2 separate regions of the Rattus norvegicus genome follow, and region 2 is linked to region 1. The links are chromatin contacts, called in public Hi-C maps. All regions are on one chromosome and are shown on one strand. Each heading gives the region's core, a stretch centred on a gene start, on an enhancer-like site or on the middle of the called end of the contact. The rest is flanking DNA. Distances are from core to core; before and after follow the strand shown. Region 1 holds the start of Xxylt1 (xyloside xylosyltransferase 1). Region 2 holds the start of Fam43a (family with sequence similarity 43, member A).

Region 1 (5,858 bases), core at 270-2,769:
GCAACAGGGACATCACTCTAGTCAACACAAAACTGCCTTGGACCCCTGAACACAGCATGGTCCCTGGCACCAAGCTAGGTACAGGGACAAGGAATTCTGCTCTTGATTCAATATCTTCCACCAACATCAGATTCCATCCTTAAAGACCATCGGCCCCTCTTTCCCAATAATCAGACTCTGAACCCCCTCCGGACAACCAATGCATCAAAATAGATAGGGCAAGCAAGTTGATGAGAGTAACAAGCTCGTAGGTCAAGAACCCAATCCTGGACAAACAGAGGCAGGTGATAAATCAGAGGCCAGAAGAGGTGGGAGCTGCTGGGAAGTCAGGCTGGTGGGTTCAAATCTGTATCCCTTGGAGCTTTTCCTCTGGAGGAGGAACTTGTGGCTTATCTAACTGGTTCACGTTCTTAAGGGCAAGAGGGAAAAGGACACAGAGAGGACATGAGATCCTCCCCCCCCCCCGCCCCCAGAATACTACTGAGGAATTCCAGTTTAACCCTGATACTTCTAGAGGCCTCCCCAAGATCCTGACTAGAAGACAGCTCAGAGTGATGACTATTGTGTGCCTTCAAAAGGGACAATTCCATTCTCAGAAGTCAAAGAATATGAGGAGTGTAGACTGTAAAGGCACTTCTTATGAATGAACTCTGGGAAACTAGCAAAATAGGGCGGGCTGATCTTTCAGGAAACGGTGCCGGATGAAGCGGGAGAGGGACTAGTTAACGCTGCCGATCCATCCCAGTTAGTCTGACTCTAGGACACGCCCCCAGACCAGATCTCCAGGACGCTGGACAAGCATGTGCAGGACAGGGTAGAGGATATTAGACAGGCTACAGGCACAGGAATCGAACACCGCTCACTGGAGCTACCAGTGACAGCTCAGAGAACAGACGTGGGCCATCCACCTCTCACCTTGCACTTGAAACCGGCGGCGGGCGGCAGGAGCTCCCGCAGCAGGGCCTTGGCCACCTCGCGGCTGGCCTCTTCGCTCACGAAGTGGAGGTTAAGCACCTCGTGCGGCTCGAACTTGGCGAGGCGCAGCAGGGAGCGCAGCGCCACTCGAGCCTTGGCCTGCAGCGCCGCGTTGTGCTCCGCCTTGGTGAACATCATGAGCAGGTGGTAGTCCACCGGGACCGCCAAGCCGCCCTCCAGGTTCTTGGCCTTGGCACCGGAGGCCGGCGCCGCGGAGCCCCGGGCCAGCTCGGGCACGGGCGGCGTGGGCGCGGCGGCCCCGGCGCGGGCCTCCTTCAGCCTCTTGGTGGCGCTGGAGAAGGTCTCCCGGCCCGAGCCCAGGTAGTAGAAGGCGCACACTGCCAGCGCCGCGGCCAGCAGCAGTGCGCAGTAGTGCGAGCGCACCGCGCCCAGGCGCGCCATGGCCCGAGCGCACGCGGCCCCGCCTCGGAGGAGGTCCATGCGCCGGAGCCGGCGGCCCAGCAGCCGGGCCCACTCAAAGCAGCACTCCAGGGCCCGGAGCCCGGCAGCGGGCGGCGGCCATAGCGGGGGCGGGACCGCGCTGCCGGGAGCCAATCGTGACCGTGGACACCTAAAGGGCGGGGCCATCGCAGCCGCTAGGTCCTAGGTTCCGACGGGTTAGACGCCAGCTCTCCTTTGCAGATTTTGGCTGCCAGACTTGAGAGGCTGACACCAGACCCTAGACTGGGTCGGCCTGCTAGAGGGGGAATCTTGGTCTTGAAATAACAAACGCTTCAATATAAGACTTATGTAGATAAAGCTACCTTTTCTGTCTCCACATTTGTCTTCTCTCTCTCCTCCCTCTTCCTCTCCTTCTCCCTGACCTTCTCCCTCCCTCTCCACTAGTTAGGAAACTACCTAGAGTTGAAACATTTAAACCAGAAGGTCCTTCTTGTTTCACACATAGGTTTATTAACACCCCAAATGAAAATGGCTTTCCCCATCTCCCTTCACACCTCTGGGATAACCCGGAGAATATCCATGGCCAGCAGGGGGACTTTACTGTCCAAAACTGTAGTCCCTGCAGAGAGCTCCCAAGAAACACCAAAATTGTTTAATTGGCTTGCAAGACTTGAGGGAAAACATGAGATGTCCCAGAAAGTTTTGAAAAATCTTAACTGGGGCATACTGAAGTGACTTAACAAAGCACTAGCCTGCAGCCATTTAACCATCATCAGTCAACAATGCCAGGCAGACAAAAATTCATTAACTTCAGGTTTTTAAGACTTGGCGATATAACAAAAGTTCTGAAGGAAATTGGTCTGCATGCTTCAAAGCGGTGGAGGTAAGAATGCTCAAATGTTCCCGAGTATACAACGGGCTAGCCTTGCCCCCGAGGATGGCATTCACCTGCCCCAGCATCACGTGCTTCCAACTCTGTCCTTTTCCACGGGAACAACAAATCTGAAAAGCAGCCAACCTCTGAAACAGGCCCGGCGGGTTCAACACATACTACTCACCACCGGCAGGGGGACCCCAAGAGGGCAGAATGATCACAGTTGGTAAAGTCATCTGATCCTTACAATTCCATGATATGCAGATATTTGCAACAGGCCAAAGCATGTGATTTCCAAAGCACAACTCATATTCAGTGAGTAATTCAAGTTCTGAGTTGTATTTTCCATGGACACATGGGACAGGAAGTCCAGGCCAGCTCTACCGCTGCCAACTATTACACACCCAGTGGTTACGTGCTTACTCTGAGAACAATTATGCCCAGATGTAAAAGAAAGGCAACATCACCATCGCAGATAGGAAAGACAATAAGGTGCCTGACATTGAATAACTTAAATCCAGGAGACATTAAACTTACCAAAATAAGTGTAAATATCCAATAGCTATAAAAAAAAATTAGTAACCGCAACTTTTCTGAGGTGTTTATAAATACTACCCCAAATCTCTAAATAATTCTGCAACTTGTACCTTTTAGTCCCCACCCATAACATCGATCAAGTGATCTGTCTCTGTTTCTCTCTCTCTCTCTCTCATTATTCAACAATTTTTCAACTAATGACTTATTTTCAGACATTTAGCCCTTTAATTCATGCCAAAGAAATAAAGCAACTTAAACCAAGGTCAAGAAAATACTCAAATAATTCTCAAAATAATCTGCCTGATGCCTGATATAAAGAATAAACCTCGACCAAACCAGCATTTTTATTTCCAGAATTTAACCCTAAGTTGTAGCTTACCTTGCCTTATTCGCTGCCCGTGGGGAAATTTAATGTTGTGGCTTAAGTATACCACTACGGAAACTGCAGCGGTGGGTTCGTGGCAGCCCCTGAGTACTAAGCTGACCAGGAGCACCTACTGATCCCAAGCACAAGGATACCCAGGACATAGTGAAGAAAGAGAGGCCCTGCTCTTGTCTGGCATGTATTCTCACGGGGAAATCAGCAAGTGAAAACTCAGGTGCGGGTAGGTGACCTTTTCTCAGCTTAAAATCCACATACTTGGGTGTATCACAATATGGCTATGTAGACAAAATCCTGATGTGTACCATTTAGGAATAAGTTTAACTTTGGCCAAAGTATATCATTCCTGACCAGGTATCAGGTTTTTTTCCTGTGGCATGCTTTCCGTATCTACTTCAGACCATGGCTCATGACCTCTAAACTCCTTCCCATATAGTGTGGGGGCTTGAACCATCCCTAGTGATTCTATGACATCCGCCTATATACCACCTAGTCCGTGTTTCCTTGTTGAATAGACTCCAAGAGAACGGTGGATATTTTCTATTTTTTTTTTCATCAAAAATATTTCCAATACTGAACACAGCATCTGATCCACTGAGAAAGCTTCAGAATTCTTACCTATCAAACCAGCATTTCACGTCTAAGAATTTATCCTTGTCCTGAAGAAATAACAATATACCAAAATACTTAGCCCTAACAGATAAAAACGTGGGAGCCTGAGATCACAGCAACTTGGCAAGCTGAAGCAGCACCGTGCTCAGCTCAGAGCGAGCTGGCAGCTTAAGCTACCTATGGCCTGTGTGACTAAGGTCCTGGCTCCTGAAGCTCCATCTCTTGGAGCTCGACCTCTGAGAGCAAAAAGATTGCTATGAAGTAATCACCAGTGAGCTGCTTAAGCAAGCACAGTGCCATCCTTAAAGTGATGATATTCAGAGGCGGGCAGATCTCTGATTTCAAGGCCGGGCTGGTCTGTACAACAAGTTCCAGGCCTGCCAAGGCTAGCGTAAGACCATGTCTCAAAAACAAGAAGACCTGGCTGTTCAGCAACTGCACACAGACAATTGTTTAATGTAGAGAAAACCTATACATTTAAGAGACACATTAGCCAACTGCAGTGTGTGTACATTTGTGGACTGACTTGGGAAAACCGTATTTGAAACAAGTGAAAAAAAATCTGATAATTTTCAGCAGTTTAAGGTGCTGAATCATTACACGCGATCCTTTCAAAGATTCACACTAAATGATCTGGAATTTGGTCCCAAGGGCCTTGGCTTGGTGGGTATGGGGTCCAAGGAAAGAAAAATGTTGCCATGAGCCTGTGACTATGAAAATTACTTTGGTACATCTGAAAATTCTCACGTTTTACAACTATTCCCCCCATCTAAGGAAAAGAAGGTCACAGAGCAACAGTCTGCTATTTTCAGTGCATCCAGACCCAAGGCTCTAGAAGGCCTTCCATACCAAGGCAAGGCAAGCTTCCTACCGGGCATTGGTCAAAAAGAACTTAATCTGTAATCCACCCTCCCTAGAACAAGTCACTAAGTACATGTGGCTACTGAGCTCTCACAGTGTGGATTATGCCTAAAACCTGAACTCACCACTGCCTAGTGTTGATTTTGGACTTGTGCAGACTGGGCAAAAAGCTCAGACTGCCACAAGGCATAAAGAGGATCCACAGGTGGCATCAGAACCCAAGTCAACGTCTGGCACTTTGGCACATACTTATAAACCTGGAATGGCCACTAGGGAGGCAGAGGTAGGATCCTTCGGGCTCACTGGTCATCTGGCCGAACTGACAAGTGCCAAGCCATGGAGAGACCTTTCCTCAAATCAACAGTATAAACTGCCTGAGGAGCGATGCGGAAGGAAGCACACGCACATGTTCACCTGCATGTGAGCATACATGCACCCACAAACACATAAGCATGCACACACGTGCACGTGAAATAAACAAGCAACTCTGTAGCTAGTGGGTTTGATTTTAGACGGCACAGGTAAGTGACAGAATTACAGATGACTTTCTTGATACTCGAGTCTTGTTTTCTGGGTGAGGTTTCTGAGTGCTTGTTTGTTTGTTTGCAGCAGGCTCACGTTATCTAAAACTGCCCTGCCTCTAACTCCTGGAACGCTGAGAGTACAAGCACACACCATCATACGTAGCCCTTTTCTGTGACCCAGACTTTCTTTTGGCAGTGATGATGTACTGTGTTTGCAAAACAAAACAAAAAGAATAAGAAAGAAAAGCAGGCTGTTTGCCTCCATTTGAAACACTTGCTGCAGGTTCTCCTTAGAGACTACTCTGAAATGAAATGCAGGGCTTAAGACTGGTCACTCAGGGTATGGGCCGACTTTGTAGCCTCCGCTGTGGGTCTGCTTTTCAGCCCTCCAATCCTTCCATCCCATTCACACAGAAGCGGGGTCTGTTTACTAAAAGGACGGAGTGTGGCTGGGCTGCAAGATTCAAACTCCAAGAGATGTATCAGCTATTATGGGAGAAACAGAAGAAGAGTCCAAAGTCTCTTTAAAAACCAAAGTCTGTGTTCTTTAGTGCATGAAGTAGGGGCTGCAACGTCTCTGAAATCAGGAAGAACATATTTTAAGTATCAATGTGGATTTCTGAACTGAAGTGATCGAATGCAACATTGTTCGAAAGAAGTTGGAGCATTTACAGTAACTGTGCCAGAAGTG
Region 2 (6,032 bases), core at 2,572-5,071, 470 kb before region 1:
GTGACTATACAAAGTAGCTCTGAGGGAGACAGGCTCAAAAGGAGAGACTTGTGAGCTATGGGGGAGAGGTGGGCATGTGTGTGAACATGCCGTTCGCTGTGAGTTTGGTTGGGACACAAGTCAAGGTCTCTCTATAGGCCTCACTTCTGTTGGGGGAGGTGTCAGTTCAGCTCTGCTTGTCACTACAGAGACAACTCTCGGTGCAGGGACATCTTCCAAGAAGATTGGCTATATCAATCTGGTTCCCATCGCCATATATAACAAAACACACGAAGCTAGCCACTTAGCAAGAAAACCAGTCTATCAAGTCTACAGTTTAGGAAGTCTAAAATCTAAATGACAGAGCACTGGCTGGGCTGCGTGGTATCTCGGCAGATGGTGTATATGGGAGCCCACACACGACAGAGAAATCACGTGCTGAGACACAAGGCTGGAAAAGGATCAAGAGAAAGCTCAAGGCCAGCCTTGAGCTTTCGTAGCAATACTGTTTGGTGGAAATTAGCTGGAGTCCCACACCAACCGTGGGAACCCCCTCTGAGGGCCTCGAGGCTTCTCACTGATGCTAGTGCAGGTGCTGGCAAAGCTGAGGAGGTTGAAGACAGGAGTCAAGGGCAGAGGGGCTAGGATAGTAAGATGCTAGTTAAGTCACGGAGCAGACGAAGAGGCTTGAAAATCCCTGAGTCCATTTAGCTTGTCACAAAACCTAAAGGCCTTTACACTAGCTGTGGCTTTTGTTTAGGACAACACTGCCTGCATGGGTGATCCTACAGCCGCATTAAAGAAGGAGGGGAACAGGAGGAACTAATTTCAATGCAATGCCTTCCATCTACCTCCCTGTGGCCTAAATATTGTTATTCAGCATGAAATTTACATAAAATTATTACAACCCCTTTGTCTTATCAAGTCATCCAAAGCAAGCTTCTGGTATACCTCAACGTGAGCCAGCCATCTCCTGGGTGCTCCAGAGCCACGCACGCCAACTTTACTGGCTGGTGCAAGCATCTCTTTGAGTGCCAGCTCCCTCGGATGCTCAGTGTTCAAGGCTATCCCGGAGAAACACCTTCCGGCTTTGAAAGCGCCGCTTTCACTCCTAATACTGCCTCCTGTTCACCAGGGACTTCACACTATGGGGCATTTTATTCCTTGGGTATGACTCCTAAGAAAGCAAACACCCCCAGCCACAATGCTCGGTCTCCAGCAACGTCATCCCCACAGCAGACTCTCAACAAATGTTTTCCAAAGGACTAGAAAGTTCCAGACTCACCACTGTCACCTTGAAGTCCATGTCCAGTTAGTGGGACATCAGGGGAGGAGGAGCACTATGCAAAACACACAGTGACAGAAAGCCAGTCCAAAAGCCCTCGAGGAGGCTGGTTCTCAGGCGCCAAATGAGAGGCTGGCATTCGGGCCGGCGGTGTTTCTTTTCAGCTGTGACTTGTACTGATCACTGGCTTGTCCAGTTTTTTGAGAAACAACCTCACCAAGTGGCACTTTCGTCTGCCACCAGTAGATGGAGTAGTGTCATCAAAAGTACAGCCACAGCGTCTAACCAGTTTCTCAATGGTCTCTGCTGAGACGTTCTCTCTCTGAACTGCCCGTCGCCAGCTCCTCCTTCCCACGAGGAACTGCGACCTCAGAGTTCGGCAAGGGTGGCCAGGTTCTCCAGAAGGCAAGGTAGATAGACCCCAAGGTCCAGGCCTGGAAGAGATAGCAAGTTTTCCTTCCTGGGTTTAGAGCACAAGCCCAGGACATGACTCACATATGGGGTGTTCCCATTCACCTAGAACCTTTCAGTTCTTCCAAGACTGAAACAAGCTCATTAAACAGGTAGTTAGGCGTGACACAGCCTGTACATCTGAGACTCGTATTCCCGCTGCCACCGAAGAGCTGTGGTTGATGGCTTCTTCATCGCTGTTTCTCTCTGGTTTCTCTGTCACTGGGTGTAGTCCATGATCATGCCTCCAGTGGAGGTGAGACCAGCTTTCATCCTCTTCTTGCTCCCCAAAGCCCTTTGGAGCCCTCAGACATCCTGGCCACTTAGATATGTTAACTTCTTGAATATGGGATCTACTTAGAACTTAGAGTTTGAGATTATGGAGTGGGAAAGGATGACTCAGCCGAGGCTGAGCTGGTAGGCTTCCCCCAGAATATTTTGTCCTTTAGATGGCAAGTTGTCATTATTGGCATTGCACCATAATTTATATTGTGTGCACACACTAATAAGCACAACATTGCAGTCCCTTTGGCAGAAAAGAAACATCAGTGTTAGCATGATGGATTACTGTAATTCTGGTTTGTTCCATCATGGTGCCTGGTACCCCCCTGCCCCCAACTAACCCAACCACACAGCTGGCAAGTAGGCCACTAGGACCCTAGTTTACAGCCAGTCAGGAAAAGACCACTCCTTCCTTCAGAGAGTGAGAGGGATTTAAATCCATTATAGGACACTTTTTTGATGGGGAAATATTTCTTATTTTTTGTCACTTACTCTGTCCCATCTTAGACAAGTGTCTATATATATTTTTTTAAAGGTTTATTTATTTTATTTATACAAGTACACTGTCCCTCTCTTCCGACACACCAGAAGAAGGCACTGGGTCCCATTATAGATGGCTCTTAACCACTGAGCCATCTCTCCAGCCCAGGAGTCTACATTTTAACCCTGGAATTTCATCATCTTCTACTCTCATAAACCCTCCAATCCTCCTCCTGTTGGGAGAAGTCATCTGTCAAACATCACCCGCTCCCTGAATCCTTTTTAATTTTCTTAGTCACAGTGAACTCTCTTCTCTCTTCTCCCAGATTCTCATAGGACTTTGAGGTTTTGTTTTTTATTTACTTTTTAAATTTTATTTCGTTTTATTTTTGGCTGAAGTTAACCCAGCCAAAAAAAAAATATTTCTGTTCACTCAAATGTCTCATCTATCAACTAGAAGTCATTTTGCTTTTACTGATTGGCCCCTGAGTGTCAAGAAGGTAGGCCTACATACAGCAGCACAGCCTTACCTAGAAACTTCTCATGTCTCAAAAAAGCGTCTTACTCTGAGGGTCTGTGGCAGGAGAGGGTGTTATTGGGACGGGGTGGAAACTGGAAGCAAGTAACTTAGGGATCATTCACTACTGTGTTCAATACTGTTCAAGGCAGTCATCTAAACCACGAGCTTTTCGCTACCTGCTGTTCACCGGCGGAGAAATGGCACCAAGAGAGTTAACAGATAAGTCTTTGACTCTCCTATATTTTCTTTTCTTTTCTCGTCTTTTCTTTTCTTTTCTTCTCTTTTCCTTTCTTTTCTTTCTTCCTTCCTTCCTTTCTTTTCTTTCTTTTGTATTTTGTTTAATAGATGATTATTGAAGAATAATAGTAAACAAACCTGCAAATTCTCTTGAAGTTGTCACAGAAGGAACAGAACTACAACAACGACGACGATGACGACAACAAAAATACAATTTCTCCCAGTCTTCAATCTCAACTTCCACCCCTCCTCCAGTAGTTTCGATCTAGACATACACACTTATTCAGCCAGTTGCAATTTAGCCTAGGGCGGAGTGTCCAAGTTTAAGTTCCTCTTGCTATCGGGTAACTCCGGGTCTTTTTGGTTTCTATAGCTAAAGGGGATGCTGGTAAATCTGGGACGTGGTTGCCTAAGTGGACTAGTCCTCCCCTCATTTGACCAGTGCCTGCAACCTGGTCCCTTTAAGAGACCAGAATTGCGTCCGGCGTCGCAGCCCTAAAGGGATCCTCTCCTGTGCTCCTCCCCTGTCCGCGCGGTGAATGGTTCGCGCCGGCCTATATTAACCCGAGATCTTCCTCTCGGACAGCAATGATGTGAGGCGAGCGAGTCGGCTACCGCGCGCACGACCACAGAGGGCGCGCTGCAGATCGCGGAGAACCCCGAAGCGGAGCCGGACACCCCCGGAGGGAAGCAATGAGGTAGCGGCAGTCCCCGGAGCGGACGATGTGCGCGTCCTGCCCTCGGAACCCCGCGCTACCCTGGCCGAGCCGGCGGAGCGCGAGTCTCCGGCGTCCCCTCGGATCGAGGATGCAGTGAGCTGCGGGACTGCTGTGCTTGGCCCGCCGCGGCCAGCCAGACCTCTCGGACCGCACTTGGGGCAAGCTGCTCATTCCCGGACCAGCCCAGCCAAGGGGCTCGCCCTCTCCGGCACCCACTGGGGGTGGGGAGCACCGGCCCCTGGGCGCACTGCTGTAGTTTCCGCGGCTCCTGGCCCTGGCCCAAGACTTGTGTGTGTGTCACGTTCGCTGAAGAAGAGTTCCAGCTTATTCTCTCACCATCCCGGTTGTTTTGGCCGAGCCCTCCCCCTCTATTTATTTGCACGCACTCATTTGGTCTTTTTCTAACATATTTTCCGTTCTGCTCTCTTATTTCGTTGCTTGTATGAGACTTTTGTCCTAGTCTTCCTCATCTAAGCTTCTGTAATATTTTCTCTCACTCCCCCTCCCCTTGTGTGTATACGCCTCTCTTTTGCACACTCGAAGCTGAATATTTTTTTTTCTTTCTTTCTAAGATTGTACCCCAGCCCCTGCGGGGTTCCCAAGCACTATCTGGCCTCTCCTGCCTCCATCTTCCTGTCCTGGAGGTCCTCCCAGCTCGAGTTTTATTTTTCGAGCTTGCCCGGGCAAAGCGACGCCTGGGTTGGTGGCCCTGCGGGGCTCGTACCCCGCGCTCGGCCACCGCCGCCCAGCCACTCCCGGACGTCCTCCGGAGATGCTGCCGTGGAAGAAGCACAAGTTCGAGCTGCTGGCCGAGGCGCCGCCGCGGCAGGCGTCCAAGCCTAAGGGCTACGCTGTGAGCCTGCACTACTCCGCGCTCAGCTCCCTGGCGAGAGCCTGCCCGGAAGGCGCGCTCAGCCGGGTGGGCAGCATGTTCCGCTCCAAGCGCAAGAAGCTGCACATCACCAGCGAGGACCCCACTTACACTGTGCTCTACCTGGGGAATGCCACCACCATCCAGGCTCGCGGGGACGGTTGTACTGACCTAGCGGTGGGCAAGATCTGGAGCAAGAGTGAGGCCGGCCGTCAAGGGACTAAGATGAAGCTGACCGTGAGTGCGCAAGGCATCCGCATGGTGCATGCCGAGGAACGAGCGCTGCGACGTCCCGGACACCTCTACCTGCTGCACCGCGTCACCTACTGTGTGGCAGACGCGCGGTTGCCCAAAGTCTTCGCCTGGGTGTACCGGCATGAGCTGAAGCACAAGGCGGTAATGCTACGCTGCCACGCGGTGCTGGTGTCCAAGCCGGAGAAGGCTCAGGCCATGGCCCTGCTGCTCTACCAGACGTCAGCCAACGCTCTGGCAGAGTTTAAACGTCTCAAGCGGCGGGATGATGCACGTCACCAGCAGCAGGAGTTGGTGGGCGCACACACCATCCCCTTAGTGCCGCTGCGCAAGCTGCTCTTGCACGGACCTTGCTGCTACAAGCCGCCAGTGGAGCGTAGCCGCAGCGCTCCCAAGCTGGGCTCCATCACCGAGGACCTGCTTGGGGAACAGCAGGAGGAGGAGCTGCAGGAAGAAGAAGAAGAGGAGCACCTCGAGGGCTGCCTGGAGGAGGAGGAGGAGGAGGAGGAAGAAGAAGAGGACCGCGTGGGGGATGGGGATCCAGCAGAGGAAGAGGCTGAGACGCAGAGGGCGCTGGTGGTGGCCATGCAGTTGGAATGTGAGGACTTGCTGGACCCGCTGGAAAATGGCCACGAGGAGGCGTTGGGGGACGGTGGGGTCTCTCTGGGCCCCAGCTCCGGGACACCACTTCCTCTGTCAGGCTGTGCTTCAGACATGAAGGCCCAACTGTCACAGCTTATTAGTGACCTGGGTGACCTTAGCTTTGGCAATGACGTGAGCACCCTGGAGTCCGACTTAAGGGTGACACGCCTGTTGTCGGGCGAGAGCACAGGCAGCGAGAGCTCCATCGAGGGTGGAGGCCTGGACGCCACCTCGGCCAGCCCTGGCAACCCATCCGGCCCTGCTGACAGCACCAGCCTAGATGAGCCCTACTCAAGCTAAGCTACCAGAAGACTT

The links. A called contact is a pair of places that touch in the nucleus more often than the background predicts.
Region 2: a contact with region 1 is called in a Hi-C map of liver, with 4 times the contacts expected there. The contact joins the promoter of Fam43a here to the promoter of Xxylt1 in region 1. A contact is called at or near these places in 12 of 12 Hi-C or Micro-C datasets (the A7r5 cell line, the Rat2 cell line, Schwann cells and 7 more) and 1 of 1 datasets of contacts at active chromatin or transcription factors (oligodendrocytes).

The regions. Positions count from the first base shown.
Region 1 is chr11:83,159,093-83,164,950 of GRCr8, reverse strand. It overlaps Xxylt1 (xyloside xylosyltransferase 1), which reads right to left and starts at 1,519. Exons shown (of 4, transcript XM_344027.10): 1 at 916-1,519. The coding sequence starts at 1,416. It also overlaps a transcript of Acap2 not described here.
Region 2 is chr11:83,634,102-83,640,133 of GRCr8, reverse strand. Fam43a (family with sequence similarity 43, member A) reads left to right here and starts at 3,821. Exons shown (of 1, transcript NM_001039002.2): 1 at 3,821-6,032. The coding sequence starts at 4,725. The coding sequence ends at 6,017.